Linked DNA regions of Sus scrofa: region 2 is linked to region 1. Evidence: chromatin contacts called from public Hi-C data. All regions are on one chromosome and are shown on one strand. The core of a region is the stretch at or near the end of the contact, and the rest is flanking DNA. Distances in the headings are between cores, read along the strand shown.

Region 1 (5,004 bases), core at 561-3,060:
GCATGTTTCCAAAGTAGTTGCCCCATTTTATAGCTCCACTGCCATTGTATGAGGCAGCACCCATTATTTTCTTTGATATAGCAATCGTGGTGTGTATTAGGTATTACCTCATTGTGGTTTTTCTCTGGTGACTCATGATATTGAGGATCTTTTCATGTTTATTGCTTATTGGCTATTGGCTATTTATCTTTTAGAGAAGTGCCTGTTCAAGTCCTTTGCCCATTTTAAAATTGTTTTTTGTTGTTACTTTTCAGTTGTAACAGTATTTTATATTTTCCAGATGCAAGTCTCTTATCAGATACATTATTTGCACATTTATGGTTTGCAAATACAGTTGACCCTTGAAAAATGTGGGTTTTAAGGATGCCGACCCTTTCTTCACAGTTGAAAATCCTTGTATAACTTTACAGTTGGCTCTCTGTATCTGCAGATTCAACCAACTGTGGATCATCTAGTATTTTAGTATGTTTTTATTGAAAAAAAAAATCCAAGTTTAAGTGAACCTATGAAATTCAAGCTCCTAATATTCAAGGGTCAACTGTATTTCCTTCTATTGTGAGTTGTCTTTTTACTTTCTTGATAGTAATCTCTTATTGATATGTTTACAATTGTTAATTTAGATATCCTTGGTTGCAGATGTACTCTTCTGTTTCTTAATTCTCCTGTGTTTTTTCCCCTTATCTCTATACCTCTCTTTGATTCTCCTACTGCTTTTATTCTCATACTTTTATTTTTCCTTACACAACTACTTTTTTACTTCATGTATATTTTTATGCTTATGTAGCTCTTCCAGACTCTGAATCTATTAGCTTACTGAGAGTGAAAACTAGGAATTAGTCACTTTTTCCCTAATACTGCCTAGTAATCTTTTATGAACTATATCTATTATCAATTTCATACTATGTAAAAGCAATAAATATGAAAATTAAAACATAGCAAGGATTATGCTTTTTTATATGTCACTATTTCAAAATTACATAAAGTGCTGCTTGCTTAGAAGATCAGTTTATAGTAAGTCTATAATTAGGTGACTTCTGTTTCAATTATTAAACTCTATCTCTCTCTTTCTTTTTAAAGATTCAAAATGGATGGTATAGAAGAACCACAGAAAAAAGTCTTTAAGGCTCGAAAAACAATGAGAGTGAGTGATCGTCAACAACTTGAAGCAGTGTACAAGGTCAAAGAAGAACTGTTGAAAACTGATGTCAAGCTGTTAAATGGCAACCATGAAAATGGTGATTTGGACCCAACCTCACCTTTGGAAAATATGGATTATATTAATGACAAGGAAGAGGTGAATGGCATTGAAGAAGAGCTTTGTTTTGACTCTGAAAAAAGTAAATCAGAGTGGAAAGAAACACCCTGTACCTTAAATGTTAATGTAAAAAACAAGCAGGATGATGATTTGAAATGTGAACCTTTGTTTCCTAATAATATAACTCCTGAACTAGTTTCTAAACTGACTGCTGAACCGTCTTCTGGTGATATAGCCTCCAGCGATCTGGCTGTTGGAGGTACAGGCTCTGGAGATTCTGCCTCTGGAGATCTGGCCTCTGAAGGGTTAACCTCTGGTGATCTCACTTCTGTGGATCCCACCTCTGTTGATCCCGCCTCTGTTGATCCTGCCTCTGGTGATGCTGTCTCTGGTAATCTTGCCTGTAGTGAACTGATCTCCGGTGAAATGGTCACCACTGAACTGGTCTCCAGTGAGACAGTCTCTGGTGAACTGGTCTCCAGTGACTCACTCCCTGGTGTACCAGTCCCTGGTGAATCAGTCTCCACTGAACGGGTCTCCATTGATTCAGCCTCTGATGAGCCAGCTTCTGGTGATCTGGCCTCTGGATCACTGGCCTCTGATGATCCAGCCTCTGGCGATCTGGCTTCTGGTGATCCAGCTCCTGGTGATTCAGATTCTGTTGACCCAGCCTCTGATGAACCAACTTCTGATGAACCATCTTCTGAATCAGGCATTGATCCCACCTTTGAACCAAGTTCTGTGCCAGTTTGTGAACCAGTTCCTGAAACTGACAGTGCAGAGTCCTGTAGCAATAAAAATGATGATTTTCTTGAGAAAAAGGGGGATGATGAAAAGTTAGATCAAATTTTCTCATTTGATGAGAAAAATAAAGCTGATAGTAATATTGATGCTGATGAAGAGGCTCTAGAAACAGATGATACAATTATTTCTTCAGATCTGTCTCCTGAAAAGAAGGTAGAAGAAGATGCCATTACAGAATCTGCTCTTGGAGAGGAGGCTATATCTAGCAGTATGGAAATTGACCAAAGTGAAAAGAATCAAGAAGAAAATTCTTCAGACCTTGCAGAAACGATTAGTGAAAATGTTATGAAAGATGACAAAAATGAGAATATCTTAGAAAATACAGATTCTATGGAGACAGATGAAATTATTCCTATTTTGGAAAAGCTTGCACCTGCTGAAGATGAACTTACTTGCTTTTCTAAAGCTTCTCTCCTTCCAATTGATGAGACAAATACAGATTTGGAAGAGAAGATGGAAGGTTCTTTTGGTTCACCATCTAAACAAGACAGTAGTGAGAGTTTACCAAAAGAAGCCTTTTTGGTCCTCTCTGATGAAGAGGATGTTTCGGGTGAAAAAGATGAGTCTGAAGTTATATCACAAAATGAGACATGCTCTCCAGGTTAGAATATTATTTAAATTTTGATTAGCTTTAATAAACTGCTCAGTAAAACATTCTCATGAAGTTTTAAATTTCTTCTAGTTGCAGAGAAAGTTGAGAATGGTGGTGACTAGTGTAATCTCTTAATTTCATGGATTCTTAACTTCACAGAATTCAGAATTTACAAAGAACCACTCTGAGAGCAGCATTGTGTGAAGTGCTGAGAAGTGAGATAAAATAAGTAAAATATGGCCCTTGCCCTTAAGGGGCCTATAGGCTGGGAACAGAGATAAGGTGAACCAATATAACACTATGACATAGCAATTTCCAGTACATAATTTATCAAAATCCTAGTAATTGTTCTTCTTACCACATAGCAACCAAATACTTTGACTCTAACAGCCTACTGGTTTATTTGCTTCAAATGTAACAAATCTCATTTTACGATTAATTTTCCTGTTGGCATATGATTCTTTTAATAATCTTTGCCAGGGAATGATACCACCATTGCTGGAAGCCAGAAATCTGGAGGCCTAATTATCTGTTTGATAAAGACTTTATCCATTTGCTTCTTCAGCCTTCTTGATTCTGCCCAACCTACTCCCCTCATTCTCTGTATGGTCTCTAATTCAAATCTTTTATTTGATTGTGTTCCTCTCTTTCATTAGATCCTTATTACTTTAGGGTAGTTTCAAACTTGTTATATAAAAAGTGTATAAACTTCGTGATTTGGTCAGTGTCTATCTTTCCCATCTCTCTAAGGAGAGAATGAGAAAAACTCCCAACATCATTCCTATGTGAAACTTTGCTCAGTTTCTTTCAGACTGGCATAGAATACCCTTATGTTCTCATTGTATCACATTTTCTTACCCTCAGAGCCCTGGGAGAAGAGTAACCTTGTAACAAGAGGCATAACATCTGGTTTTTAGTTTGTTCAAAGGGAGAAAAAAAAGGCAGGCCTAGAAGATACAGAGACCCCCCCCATGTCAATTTTTCTTACTAAAAGTTGACTTCATTTCTAAAGAGCATTCTCATTCACTCATTCAACCTATGTGTATAGAAAGGCCAGGATCTTCTTGGCTTGGGGATTTAAAGGTAAAACTTATTATTTGCCCTGAGAATTCTGACAAGAATTAAATCAAAAGCCATTAAATACAAGGTTGTGAATATAGTAATAATGTTAAATTAGTATTCTGGGAGTTTAGAGGAGAGTAACTTTTTGAGAATATACGGGTATTCAGGAAAGCACTTTCCTTTCATTGTTCATTATAGAGTTTTAATGAAGGTAGTCCTTCTGAATTGTGTCTCCATTCTACTTATACAGGCCAGAAATCTTGGAGCCATTCTTACTTTTTTTTCTTTTATATCCCACATCCAGTCTGTCAGGAAATCCTATTGTTTCTACCTCCAGAAAAGATCTAGAATAAAGCCTCTTAGCATCTTCATTGCTATCACCTCTGCTCTGAGCCATCATCATCAGGCCAAAAAAATGCTTATTTAGGTCACAATTAGTGCTCAGTACATATTTTTGGAATTAATTAAATTATTGGTAATGTAAGAAAAGACTGTCGTGGAGGACCTTGCTTACAATGTTTAACATGTTCTAGTACTGGGGAGCCATTGAATGATTTCAAGTAGAGGAGAATGACATGATGAAATTTACATTTTAGAGAATAGGTAACACCGTGTAGGGTGAATTTCACTCATTTTCCAATTAAGTATATAGATAGTAAGTGATATCAGGGCAAGTCCTTGAACAAAACCTCTGATAATCTTTATAAGGAAGTCACCACAGGAGTTCCCATCGTGGTGCAGTGGTTAACGAATCCGACTAGGAACCATGAGGTTGCGGGTTTGGTCCCTGCCCTTGCTCAGTGGGTTAACGATCCAGCATTGCCGTGAGCTGTGGTGTAGGTTGCAGACGTGGCTCGGATCCCACGTTGCTGTGGCTCTGGTGTAGGCCAGTGGCTACAGCTCTGATTAGACCCCTAGCCTGGGAACCTCCATATGCTGCGGTAGCAGCCCTAGAAATGGCAAAAGGACAAAAAGAAAAAAAAAAAAAAAAAAGTCATCACAAATTGAAGCTTGTTATTTAATGAGTTTATATATTTTATGTTTATGTTAGATTCTTGGATATTGGAGGCCATCCTTTCCACACAGTGCCATTAAATGCAAAAAGATGAATATTAAGCCATTCCTGTTCCATACTTTGAAAATTCAGGGTTGGGTTTATTTTTGGTCACTTACAGACTTTTATTTGATTGTATGCAATTAGCAGAAGTTTAGTGATAGATTTAATTTCTTAGCTGGTAACTGAACTTTTATTTTCTGTCCCCTGTCCTAAAAAAAGTTTTGTATATTGTAG
Region 2 (5,087 bases), core at 1,497-3,996, 58 kb before region 1:
CAGTTTTCCTTTTCAGCTGTTCCTTTTTAAAATTTATGCTATTTTCCAAAGGTTCTATTTTCCTTGTTAAATTACTACTCAGTTGCTCAACTGAAATTTATTTGAAAATTTTTTATATTTTAGGTTTTTTTCTTTTTTGTTTTTCGGATTTTTTTCTCTAATCTTGCTTTACTCCAACACTTTTTTTTTCTTTTCTAGAAGAATAGCCAGCTTATATGTATAAATAAGCCCATGATGGTGGGTAAAATATAGAAATCTTTCATTACTGATTGGTAAGTATCTGTACTACCATGAATACTCCTTTGACCAGGTAGTCTGTCTTAGTCCCCAGCTAAAGAACCCCTGGACCTCTCCATAATCCTACAAGTAGAGGGTTAATATCTGACAAAGTAGGGGATCTTCAAACCTTCTATTCTAATTGGTTAGTGCTTGGTACCAGAGTGATTGATAGATATTTTGAATATCATCCTCCCTATAAATTGAAGCCATGGCTTTTACATTCTTCAGTGTCTTTGCATTTCAATTTTATCTAACTTTCTTTTGCTCTTTCTTTTGTACTTATTCTGACAGCCACTTTAAGTTCTACATTATGAGCCAAATCAAATATCACTTCTTCTGTGAAATTTTCCCACATTGCATGAGAAAGATTTAGCTTCTCTTATTTTACATTTCTTTTATACTTAATATATACCTCCATGATAGTAATGGTCTCATAATGTTTATCTGAATATATTACTTTTTCCCTGTCAGAGGTAGTGTCATTTCTTCTGGGTATCTCCATTGCTTAGAGTAGTGTGTGAGTAAAAAATAAAGGCTATACTAATTGAATGAAACAATGAAAGAATAGTTAGATTAAGCAGCAAGTAGAATGGCTGAGGAGACTATAAACATGTGTTTGAGGATGTTTGGGGGGATTCAAAGATAATAAAACTATCTAACTGGAGTTTTAGGGATCCAAGTCTAGAATATGACATCTAAGAAAACTGATCAGTTGGTGAGTTTATGCTCAATTATTTCCCCTTTGCCATTAGCCAGGATGATTGAGAATGAATTATTAAAAAAAAAAAAAAAAAGGAGTTTCCATCATGGCTTAGTGGTTAATGAACCTGACCAGTATCCATGCCCATGAGGACCTGGGTTTGATCCCTGGCCTTGCTCAGTGGGTTAAGTAAGGATCTAGTTAACTCTGTGGTGTAGGTCGCAGACGCAGCTTGGAACCCTTTGCTGTGGCTGTGGCATAGGCTGGTGGCTACAGCTCCAATTCAACCCCTAGCCTGGGAATCTCCATATGCTGTGGGTGTGGCCCCTAAAAAGACAAAAGACAAAAGACAAAAAAAAAAAAAAAAAAAAAAAAGATTCCTTTGTATGTGCTTATAGAAGTCAAGGAGAAACCTAATGAATGAAACCTTCTTCCAATCCCATTTCTCTAATTATAGAATGGAATTTTAAATATTGGTATTGAACATCTAACTTATAATTGAGCACTATGTACAAAATAAATTATAATACATACTTTGTTATAACTGAGCCTCTATTTGTAACTTTTTGTGCACCCATGTACTATGTTCAGTACCAAGGACTTTACAAAGCTTAGCAATTAAGCAATGAAAATCTAATTGTGTTATTTCCTAACTTAAAACCTTTTAAATTATTCCTCATTGTTTGTTCTTACAATAAAATCCAACTTTTAGACAAGGGAACCCTATTAAATCAATTCTCATGTTAGTGATGACCTCTTCTGGGAAGGCACTGCTGATTCTCTAACTATGGATGAGGGGTTTCTCCTAAAAGCCAGGCAGTATTTCTAAGTTGAAGGACCCAAATTATAAAAATAATTAACCACCATATACTGATTTCTTATTACTTACAAATTCTTCCTGTTTACTTTTTTGTCTTCTCCACTGTAATAGACTGCTTGAGGACAGGCACCTAATATGGGTCTGGAACACAGGAATTGCTAATTAAATATTGAATGAGTAGATTAATTTCAGAGAGAAGTGATATTAAAATCCTCTCGATCTACTTCTCAGGCTGTTTTGCTTTGCAAAACACATTTACGGGTTATCCTACCATTTTGCCCTCTCAAACCATTTGAATTACAGGCATGAGAAAATTGAGTAAAACACTTATTCCAAGAAACAGGTATGTAAGCTGGACGTGAGCCTAGATCTTCCAACAAATATACTTGCATCTTCTTCATTACACCTTGTGGCCTTCATTACTTGTTGGCTCCCAATTATAAAACTGTATAACAGGGATACAACTTCTGGTGGAAGGGTATGACTAGAAGCGCTTGCTCTGACACAGAACAACGGAAAGAAAAGATGTGTTTGCGCCATTCCCTCATGACTTAAACAGTTTAAAGTATATTTTGTAAGCTAACACAAATGATAAATCAACATGCTCCAGCCTTTTTTGAAAATCTTTTCCTCAGCTTTTTAACTTTCACCCACTTATTTCCTTCCTTCCTTCTTTTCTAAGGCTCATAGAGGGCGCTCACAAAGTACTACTCACTAGTTGAGCAAAGCTCCACTCATAATACACACCTCACTGCAACACAGAGGCGCAGCGCCACCACCTCAGACTTCCTTCTCTTTTCCACGGCGGGAGGCGGGGCCAATATTTCTCATTCAAATAAAAAACCAGAAGATTTGCATGGGGAACGGCCATTCCGTGAGCCTATTGGATGAAAGCACAGTGGGCGTGGCCAATATTACGACCACTGAGCCCCGCCTATAATGATTTGCATAACGGCCCCGGCGCGTGCAAGGGAGAAGCGGGTTTGTTTTTGAATCTGCGGAGGCGGCGGCGGCGGCGGCGGCGGCGCGGCGCGGCGCGGCGCGGAGACTGAAGCGCGCGAGACTGAGGCGGCAGCGGAGGGGACGGCTGCGCCGGGCGACTCTGTAGGAAGGAACTTGGTTCCCCCTCCCTCATCTCCCGCCCCAAAAGGTATCTTTGAGTCCCTTGGGCTGATAGAACAACATTTTCTTAAATTACTATTGTATTTCTGAAGAGTCAAGACCGCATTATGGCGGCTGCGGGAGTTGTGTTGCGCCTGCGCGGTTGCGGAGCTGCGGGCGGACGCTGCATGGGAGCACGTGATCTTGCGGGGTCGGGCTCTAGCTGCAGTTGTGCAGCTGGCGGGGCGGTGGCTGCGCAAGCGCAATATTCATTTTCAAGATCTAATGTTCTTGTTGGACGCCATTCGGGTTCTAGATTTAATTTTCCTCATTCTTGAGGGGTTTCATTTTGTTACGCTTAAATTCCCTCACTTTTCAAGAAAAACGTTTCTCTTATGTTGTATTCCTGTACCGACCTCAGACTTTTTTATGATATTTCTCCGATTCTTTGAGAAGCTGTGTACTTAGTTTTCTGTAAAAATGATTGCCCACTTGTGGTTCTCGATTTTAATTTCACTTTTGGGACAGTGCTGGATTCAATTGTATATTTAGGGAGATAAAGATCAGCACCTAGTGGTGTTATCACGGGAAGTGCATTTATTTGAACTGCATATTTGCAAATACATTTTTAACCCTATTTTTACCAGTCCTGTTATGGAATGTTTTCAAAATGGAAACAGTTTGAATTTTGGAAATATGAAGGCAAGGAGCTTTGGAAGAACTTATATAACGTTTGAAAGGAAACCTCAATCTACTTGCGTATTTATTTTTTAAAAATATTTGATCCTTAGTGAAGTTTTAATCAGTGTGTACTTTTGATCTTTCATGCATTTGAGTTTCACATTTTTTCTCTCCCTGTCACTTGTCCATTACCGCTGCAGTTAGATTATTTTTATTACTCTGACTTTTAAAATTAAGTCATTTTCTTAGCGTTTTGTTTGTAATGATATGTGAAATAGAACACTAAAACTTGATACATTTTTCTGTTAAAGAATTCTGCAAAGAACTCTCAACTACACTGAGGCCTTTATTAGGACATCGTGAACCATCAAGAAAACAGTTGATTAAAAAAATGTCATTTATACATATAAGATAAAATTGTGTTTGATTTTTTAAAATTGTGTGTTCCTGGTTTCTTAAAGAAGTAGTTTCTTAAAAGAAGTAGTTTCTTAAAGAAGTAGTTATAAGTGTGCTACTTATTATTTTAGTTTAAAATGTTAGTGTCATTATATTTGAATCTTATATGAGCCTCTGGGAGAAGTTTTATACAATTTGATATAATTTTACTGTTGTGCAAATTATTTCTTACTGGACTGAAAACTTGTAAATGGTTGTCATAAACTTTATCTGTGGTTTGTATATATAACAGTTGTTTTTCTTGGTTGGTTATGTAACTCTAAGTCAGTCACCTGTCAAACGAAGAAGTGGCTGTTGCTTTGTAATCTTGGTTGGTTTAGGGCCTTTATTGCTTAAAGCACTGTTGAGAAGTACTAAGTAGATGCAATTGAACTTTTGGTTGCTGAATTTTTAAAAAATGACATCACATAGGAGGTAGAATGCAGTGATAGGAACAATTCTTTTTTTTCTCAACAGAACATTTGTTGTTGATATGATTTACAGACCTCTGAAGTCTCCTACCCAGAAATATATTTAGAGGGATACTGTGTAATCTTTCCCCTTGTATGCTTTGGGGGTGGTTATCCAGCATACTCCACCACCCTCTAGACATTGTTGCAGGTGTTTTAGAGATGGAAATATGTTGTATTTTCTGTATCTGTGTGTATGTATATGTTTATCTGAATACGCATACATATTTAGGTTAAGAAAAGAACTTTTATCGTAGGGCATGGTTCCCTCTGTGAAAGTGAAGTATTTTGGTTTGTATATTTAAGCTTATGTTTTCATTTGCATACACCAATGATTGCCTTTTTATGTTAATGTTGAAGATCATAAGAGATACTGAAAACACTGAAAAACATAGTGTACTATGTAAACATTTATTGGACAGTTTTATTGTCTTGTTTGTTAGAAAGGCAAGTATAGTTCTGTAAACTTAAAACTAATATTAATGAATTGTCGGAACATATAGTCTTTGTTCACTAGTACTCTGTCAATAACAAGCATATTTTGGAATTTTAGTTTAGGAGATATGATGACCCATATGTAGCATATATGAACATTAAGACT

Evidence for each region. Hi-C and Micro-C count contacts between places; a contact is called where the count stands out from the background.
Region 2: a contact with region 1 is called in a Hi-C map of alveolar macrophages, with 1.7 times the contacts expected there. The contact joins the promoter of ATF7IP here to the enhancer-like site in region 1. A contact is called at or near these places in 2 of 5 promoter capture datasets (fetal liver and fetal skeletal muscle), 7 of 47 Hi-C or Micro-C datasets (alveolar macrophages, blood, epiblast stem cells and 3 more) and 1 of 2 datasets of contacts at active chromatin or transcription factors (alveolar macrophages).

What each region holds. Positions count from the first base shown.
Region 1 is chr5:58,089,042-58,094,045 of Sscrofa11.1, reverse strand. It overlaps ATF7IP (activating transcription factor 7-interacting protein 1), which reads left to right. Exons shown (of 15, transcript XM_003126462.5): 2 at 1,078-2,660. The coding sequence starts at 1,085. Among named protein-coding and RNA genes, the nearest start is that of ATF7IP, 58 kb to the left of the region's middle. Within about 2 kb of position 1,810, at least 1 of the 83 cell types and tissues checked has an H3K27ac peak or open chromatin away from gene starts, as enhancers often do. A contact at or near this core is called in alveolar macrophages, where this site is marked.
Region 2 is chr5:58,147,639-58,152,725 of Sscrofa11.1, reverse strand. ATF7IP (activating transcription factor 7-interacting protein 1) reads left to right here and starts at 2,746. Exons shown (of 15, transcript XM_003126462.5): 1 at 2,746-2,949.